2 separate regions of the Sus scrofa genome follow, and region 1 is linked to region 2. A link is a contact called in public HiChIP or PLAC-seq data. All regions are on one chromosome and are shown on one strand. Each heading gives the region's core, a stretch centred on a gene start, on an enhancer-like site or on the middle of the called end of the contact. The rest is flanking DNA. Distances are from core to core; before and after follow the strand shown. Region 1 holds the start of LCORL (ligand dependent nuclear receptor corepressor like). Region 2 overlaps LCORL (ligand dependent nuclear receptor corepressor like).

Region 1 (3,903 bases), core at 22-2,521, 80 kb after region 2:
CATCAACCTCTTCCAAAACAAACACAACACACCCCATCCCATAACCCGCGTTATCCCCTCGGTGCCCACTCAACCAACCTGCTGGATAACAGTTCCACGCACACGACTCAGACAAAAAAGCGACGGGGGCAAGGTGGGGAGGTCCCGCCACCTCCCGCCACCCCCCAGCAACCCGCAGAATGACAGCCCCCAGGCCAGAAGTTTGAAGCAAAACGATTCCGACCCAACCAAAAGGGAAGACGGAATTGCAAGAGAACGGGAATGGGAGGTGGGGAGGGTTATGTGCGTGTCTGTGCGGGGAAGGGTCCATCACATGACAGTAAAAGAGGACCCGAGTCTTCGGGGCGTCCGCGAGGAGACCGGGGGGGGGGGTGCCGTCACCATGACAACACCCCCCTCTCTGACCAGACTTCCAAAGAGGGAGGAAGAACTTCAAATCCCAACCGTCAGCGCTCGAACGGCTCCTTCTTAAAGGGGTACACACCGCGCCGCCGCCGCCGCCGAGCGCGAGAGGGCAGAGTTGGGCGCCCCCGCCCTCGGGCGACGCCCCCACCGCCCCTCGCCCCCAGCGGGCCCACCCGCGGCCCCGCAACAGCCCGGGGGTCGCTCAGGTCCCCGTCCCCGGGAACTCGGCCGCGTCGGCCCGCCCAGCCCCCGGCGGCGAGAAGGGGGTGTGTGAGCGCCCGGCGGGGGCGCGGACCAGCCCGCCTTCCTCCCGCCGGCTCTACCCGCCGGCTCCTCTCCACCCGGGCGCCGACCCCGCCGGCCCGTTTCCTCCCTCCTGACAAGGTGGACGGCGAGCGGCGAGGGGAGCCGGGGAGTTTCGGGGAGAGCGCGAGCGAGCCGCTTCTTCGGGGGCTCGGAGAGCGGGTCCGAACTAACAGTTCCCGGGGAGCCCAAGCGCAGAGGAGGGGAAGGAGCGCGGAGTGCGCCGGGCGAGGAGCCCCCAGACAAAAGGCGAGCGCCGGAGCTGCCGCGCCGCCGCCGCTCCCATCTCGCTCCCCCATTGAACTGACCCGAACGGGAGATTCAAGTAAACCCCTCAGCCACAAACTCCTCGGGCTGCGGCAGCCGTCGCCGCGCGGAGCCGGGGCCCCGGCCCGTGTCTCTCTTACCTACACAGTGCATGAGGCGGTGGCGCCAAGAGTCGAGTTCCCGCCGGAATCCTCTCCTCTCCGCCGCGCACCGAGGGCTCCGGCACTGAGCGGCGGCGGCGGCGGCGGCAGCAGCGGCGGCGGCGGCAGCGGCCATTCTCTCTCTTCCCTTGTCCATCTGCGTCCCGCGTCACGCGCCCTCATTTACATACGAGCGGCGCAGGCACGAGGCAGGGGCGCGAGCCCTCAGCGCGAGCCCCGGAGCGCGCGCCCCCCGGAGGGGGGTTGATTGACACGTGTCACACTACCGTCCCTCTCCCATCCCCTCCCCCTCCCACCGCTCCCTCAGGGAGAGGCGGGGAGGGAGCTGAGGAGAAGGAAGCAACCTGCAGCTTCCGCTGACCCCGACTCCCCATCTCCTCCCCTCCCTCCCCTCCCCCCGGAGTTTACTCAAGCTAGCCATACTGCTCCCGCCGCCCGCGAAAACCCTGAGCGGGAGCGGGAGGCTCGGAGCCCGGCCAGGAACCGGCGCGCCAATGGAGCGGACTAGTCACGCCTCCCTTCTGCCTTCCCGACGCAACTCCGGACACCCGGAGACTTCACTTCCCAGACCCCTTTGCGCTGGGACCCCCGAAGTGGAGCTCGTCGCCACGGCGCGGTGCATGCCGGATTTTGTAGTCCATCAGGGATGGGTTCCTCTCCAGTCCAATTCGCACACTTGGGTTAGCATAGACTGCACAGCACTGCGCGGCTTGTGGGTTTAGCCTCTAATTTCCCGCGCCTAAGACTGTGCGCTGCCGGCGTCGTCGTGTCTGACCCAACCAACTTAACCTCCTTAGGCTCCGCAATAGAAAGGCGATGAAAGTGGCAAAAGTTGTCCGTCTCTTGAGGGTTTGAACAGCGCTTTGTGCTTTAAGTGCTGGAAACTTTTGGGGATCACAGTCATCCTGCCACAGCAGGGAAAAAGCAAGCCAGTGACTGGGCTGCATCCAAAATAATTGCCAGATATCCAGAGGGACATCCTGCAGTGACTTCAGTTTCCAGGGCGATGACTTCTTGGAAAGCGAGACTCTGTAAATATTGGGAGAAAGATGCGGGGCTTTTCACCGGAAATCGTTTATGAGGGTTTAAGTGTGGCTGAGTGAAAACTCCAAAAAGAGAAACTTATGCTCTGCAATAAGTAAACTCCTGGAGGGCAGCGACCCTTTGAGACATCTGTACCTTGATATCTTTCACCTGCTTCGCCCTAGTACAGAGCGTGGCAAGGGATTAGCACTTAACAAATGTTACGGAATGAATTATACGCTGCTCTAGAGAGAAAATATTTCTTCAAAGAGAGAGAGAAATCTTTTGGTTAGGTATAAACTCCAATGACATGTTTTACTTCAGCACCACGGTGATTGTGCGTGTATTTCTGTATATGCGCGGGGGGCCGAACTGAAGCTAAGACACCCAAAGTTTGCTTAGAGGTACTGTGCATTAGTGGAAATTTATGGACAAGTCTGGAAAACATATTTTAATGCTCCTTGGAAACTAGTGTGAATTCTGAATTCAGTTCCACTCACCCTGTTTTGTGGCTTATCTTTATCCACCTTTTTTTTTTTTTTTCATTCCTACATGGAAGTATTCATTGCTCATCATTTCCTCAATAGTGAAGACAGAGTTTTACATTTTCACAAATTTTTAAAAAACGAAGTTTGAAATCTCATAATGTTTTCTAGAACAGACACAATTGGGAAAGCAAGTGAAATCATTAGTGAAGGTGCTTTTGGAATTATCAGTGAATCGTTTTAGTTATTGGTTCTTTTTGTATTTTAATTGCCAAGATGATCAGCTTCTGTAGCTTTCCTGAACACCTTCACGGTAATCTGCATTGGTAAGGATGGGCTAGGTGATGGTGCAGTAACAAAAAATCCAAAAGTTTTAGTGGCTTTAAAACGACGAAAAATTCTATTTCCTACTCATTTGTTCATCTCTGGTAGGAAGAAGGGAGGGAGTAGGGAGAGCTTCACTCAGAGATTCTCACTAAGTAACCAGATGGCTTAGATGCCTCCAGCCCATCTCCGGAACTTCCCCACTTGCAGGATAGGCACAAGGAAGGTGAATGGCAAACAGGTTCTTTCTGAAAGCAATATAAGTCAATTCCACTCACATTTCATTGACAAAGGAAAGTATATGGGCATGCTATCTTCAAGGCAGCAGGAAAGTGTAATCCTACTATTTGCCCAGAAGGAAGATTAACCCAAATTTACTGGTGAACGGCACCAATGATTTACCGCCATCCATCCTCTAGTCACCAATTTGTAGATCACTCTCCTTCTACTACAAAATACATTCATTCCTGCCACAAGTGAAACAATCCAAAACTTGTCTTCAGTTATGGCATTTATCTCAAAGGCCAGCGACTCTGGGTGATGCTTGGTAGTCCCCGAATTAGAATAGGAAAAACACACACACACAAAACCCAAAAAACTTCTCTTGTTATACAGACCTGAAAAGACAAAGTATTGATCCTCTCTGCTTACACACGTACCCCCTGACAAACATACGTACACATACACGCATTCACATAGAGTGGTGGGACAGGAACAGAATAACCATGGTAAACATGTCTGTTTAGAAATGGGAAGAATGGGAGACATGCATGAATAGTTTTAGCAAATATTTCACCACAGCTAGCATGGATTGCTAACTTTCCAGCCTCTAACAATAGTTTCCTTTTCACCACCCAGTGAGTTTCTAAGTCATAGCTACATATTGTAAGTTTTCTATCATATCCGTACTTCCTTCTGGGTACCAAATTCTTTGT
Region 2 (4,048 bases), core at 581-3,080:
GTGATCTTATAAAAGACTTGTATTCAGAATTTATAAATACATTCACATCAACAATAGAAAGCAAACAACCCAACTAAAAATGGGCAAATGAATTGAACAGATCCTCTAAAAAAGAAGTTCTACAAACTGCCTATAAGAACTTGAAAAAGCACTCAACATTATTAGTTATCAGGAAAATGCAATTTAAAGCAAAATGAGATACCACTTCACCCCTACTAGAATAGCTAATAACAAAGATGGATAACAGGATAACAGTAGTTGCTGACAGAGATCTGGAGCAACTAGAACTCTCATGCATCTCTAATGAGTCTATGAAACAATAAATTTGGGAGGATGATTTTTCAGTTTCTAATATATTTTAAATATACATTGATGCTATGACCCAGCAATTCTACTCTATTCCCAAGAGAAGTGAAAAAGATGTCCAAAAAGTATATGAGTTTTCATAGCAGCCTGATTAATAATCCCTAGTGACTTACTAATAACCACTTTTAGAGGAGGTTGTAAGAAAGAACAAAGAATCAAAAATAATTCTTGTATCTTAATCCTGTGTGAATGGGAAGGTATCAACGGCACTAATTAAATGGGGAACATAAGAAAATGAACAGGCTTAAAAAGGAAAATTAGTTTAGATTTGCTGAAATTAGAGGGGGGCGGTTTCAAGGGAAATACATATATGTACATAAATATACCCATGTATGTATATATAAATTCTAAGGACAGTCCTTAATGAATAACATTCTGGGGACAGCAGGAAGATCAAATAGTAAAGGAGGAAGACAGGATTCTTAACCTATTTTTGTGCAAGAATTCCTTTGGCAGTGTGGATAAAGATTTTCAGTTCTCCTCAAAATCATGTATTAAATGCACAAATTTGTAAGATTACAAAAGAATCCAACTATACTGAAATACAATGTAAAGTTTTAAAAACTAAGATACAGTAATATATGTACTTTCTTCTTAATGCATTAAAATATAAAATCTAGTAGTAAGTCTAATATCTATAATTTCAAAATAGATAAACAATGTAATATAAAAATATCTATAATTTTTATTGTTATATTTGAAGGAAAAGTTAAATCTCAGCTGGGGGGTTAGGGAAAATAAAAATGTCATTTTTTTCCTCCATTCATGTACAAAACCCATGAAATCCTGCCCAGGAACTTTTGGAGGAAAATAGTTAGGTCAAAAACCCCTGAGCTAGAAAGTAAAATTTGAGTCATAAAAACTTGATAAAATGATATTATGGAAATCAAAACAGCAAAATAGCATATGCTATTTAAAAACGGCAATTTAGGAGTTCCAGTCGTGGCTCAGGGGGTTAAGAACCCGACTAGTATCCATGAGGATGCAGGTTCCATCCCTGATCTCACTCAGTGGGTTAAGGATTCAGCAATGCCCTGAGCTGTGGTGTAGTCGCAGATGAGGCCCAGACCCCATGTTGCTGTGGCTGTCGCGTAGGCTGGCAGCTGCAGCTCTGATTCAATCCCTAACCTGGGAACTTCCATACACCGCTGGAGCAGCCCTAAAAAAAGAAAAAAATAATTTGTAAATCACAATTATAAAAATACTACATTCTCTGCTTCATTTCTTACAATTGTGAAGCAGAATAAGAGAGAAAGGTCAGAGAATAGCATGTGAAAAAAAGTAAGGTAGAAAAAATCCAGAGGGTTCAGAATATTTTCAGAGAAAGAAAAGAAATCACAATTGTATTTAAACTAGTTTTTAAAAATGTATTCCCATTAGGAATTACTTGATAATCACCATAACCACAGACTGCTGATACAATGATCGTTCTATGTCCCACACACTTCACCCCCAACCTTTTCATTCAGTTTCTACTTCTTGTACCATCTACTGATGCATTCTGTCATGCAAGCTAGGGTCGTAACAGCTGACTAGTAATTGCACAAGTCTTTTAGTTGGCCTGTGACCCTAGAGATAACAAACAATTCGTTATAATACTGAATAGAAGGAGTAAACCATTTTCTTCTTACAAGGATGCAGTCAGGCAAGTTGCCCTAGATGCACTATCTCAATGCTTATATCTCTCTACACAGTATGTGTGTTGTAGTGAAAATCTGACTGGAAATTATTTGGAGTGCTGAGTCATTTCCCATGTCTTTTTTTTTCTGCTTCCTCAGCAGCTATGGCACTTGCTATTAAGCAGTATCAATCTCTGACCCAAGAGAGCAGTTGTTTAGACAACTCCTTATTCCTAGCACAGCCACTGTCAACAGAGTTTAGAAGTTATTGTCCAGAGGCTACTGTAGGAGAACTACGGCTGAGTATGCCACAAGCGCTTGCATATCTACTTATAGAAAATACCCACTGTTGACCAGTGTGGTACTTAGAGAGACAACCAACATCTTCAGAGAAGCTTTTAGATCTGCTAAAGCTGGGGCACTACTGGGAACAAAGAGGAAACAAAATAAAGGTGTTAAAAAGCAGACTCTCTACCAAAGAAAATCTAATACTTTAACAATATAATGAAACCCAAATAAGGCTGTAAAAATGCTATCCTAAATCAGTTGTTTGATAAGGACTACTATACGGTTTAAATGTATTGTTCTCTGGACATGACAAGATCATGGAGAATATCTATTTGCTAAAGTAACAGGCAGAAAGGTAAACTGCAGAATGCAGGCTTAAACTTTAACAAGACTAATACTATTGGTCTGTCTTGCCTATTGAATATGAGCCATCAAAGCTCCTCCCAAATGTTGCTTCCTTAATTTACTACTTTTAATTTTAAATGGAATGAGACACTAAAGAAAATGCAAAAATTTACTAATAACAAGCATTAAAATTTTTTATCTAGAAAATAATGCCATAGCTACAGAGTTACAGAGCTATATTTTAACTAAAAATCACCTTTCATTGTTACAAGTAAAGCTATTAAAAATCAATTACCAAGACTCTAAAATAACTACAGTACTTGCTCGGGGAAATAAAAGAGACACCGAGATAATACATATTTTCTGCTCTCTAGGAGTTAGCAATCCAGGACAGAAGTATACAATATAAAGACTGCATTCTTCTTGGAGGAATATCCTGAGGCTCATTTGGTCTTCAATTTCAACATTCCTGAGTAAATGTTAAATATGGACAGGAGACTCAAGAGCACATGAACTACTCTCTCTATTCTATCCCCACTGTATCCTACTCTACAACATGCCGGTGTCCTGCTTGAGACTAAATGCTGTATCTTACTCATCTACCTATTCAGGGATCTACAATGGTACCACAACAATGTAACAGGATAAATTTCATAAGTAAATGGCTCTTCACTCTTCAAAAGGAATAAAGGACAGCATTAACAGCTGAGCAATAATCTTTTTTTTTTTTTTTTCAGGGCACAGAAAAACAAGAATGAAAATATTCCTTTACTGTCTCACACTTTACACAAAAGGTTTCTTAACAGTCACTGAAAGGAATTATTAGAGAAAAATGATTTTTTTTTCTTGGAAGTCTTATAAGCTAGTCAGTTCAAAGGTAGGCAATAATGAAGACAGACACTGCTTATGTTGCTTCCACGTAGGTTTACTATGTTACTACTGAACACGCAATGCAAAGGATTTATACAAAACCAAGAACCAAATGAGTAGACATGGGCTTCCTGAAACTTCTTTTTATACCACAGATTTGACAGTCTCAACTGCCCATGCAGAATGAGGACTCCACCAGGCCAGAGAAACATGGAGAATACAGAACCAGAAGATCTTTGCCTTTTATAACATTTCAGGTTTTCTTTTTTGGGGGTGGGGGGGATAGTTGGTTAGGTAAAGGGGATAGAACCATGTTATTGTAAGAATTCATTCTATTAACTCTTGTTGCACCCCACTTATGCTTCTAAGTGTCATTTCATAAAGACTACATGAGGCTTTAGGAGAAGCCATGGCCTACCATGGCTTAATGCAACTATCTAATCCTTTTGCACCCCTCCCCCCATCCTTCCTGTTTCTCCTGTTTCTTGCCTCTTTAAAACCATGAACTGACTACAGTATTTGTCAATTTCCTAGACTTGTTAAAGTAAAAGTCTAACTCC

What was found. HiChIP or PLAC-seq counts read pairs in DNA pulled down with a chosen protein or histone mark.
Region 1: a contact with region 2 is called in an H3K27ac HiChIP or PLAC-seq map of alveolar macrophages, with 4 times the contacts expected there. The contact joins the promoter of LCORL here to the enhancer-like site in region 2. A contact is called at or near these places in 1 of 5 promoter capture datasets (liver), 9 of 47 Hi-C or Micro-C datasets (brain, embryonic fibroblasts, fetal heart ventricle and 4 more) and 2 of 2 datasets of contacts at active chromatin or transcription factors (alveolar macrophages and skeletal muscle).

Annotation. Positions count from the first base shown.
Region 1 is chr8:12,967,864-12,971,766 of Sscrofa11.1, forward strand. LCORL (ligand dependent nuclear receptor corepressor like) reads right to left here and starts at 1,272. Exons shown (of 7, transcript NM_001195345.1): 1 at 1,116-1,272. The coding sequence starts at 1,272.
Region 2 is chr8:12,887,676-12,891,723 of Sscrofa11.1, forward strand. All of the region lies in intron 4 of LCORL (ligand dependent nuclear receptor corepressor like), which reads right to left. Among named protein-coding and RNA genes, the nearest start is that of LCORL, 79 kb to the right of the region's middle. Within about 2 kb of position 1,831, at least 5 of the 83 cell types and tissues checked have an H3K27ac peak or open chromatin away from gene starts, as enhancers often do. A contact at or near this core is called in alveolar macrophages, where this site is marked.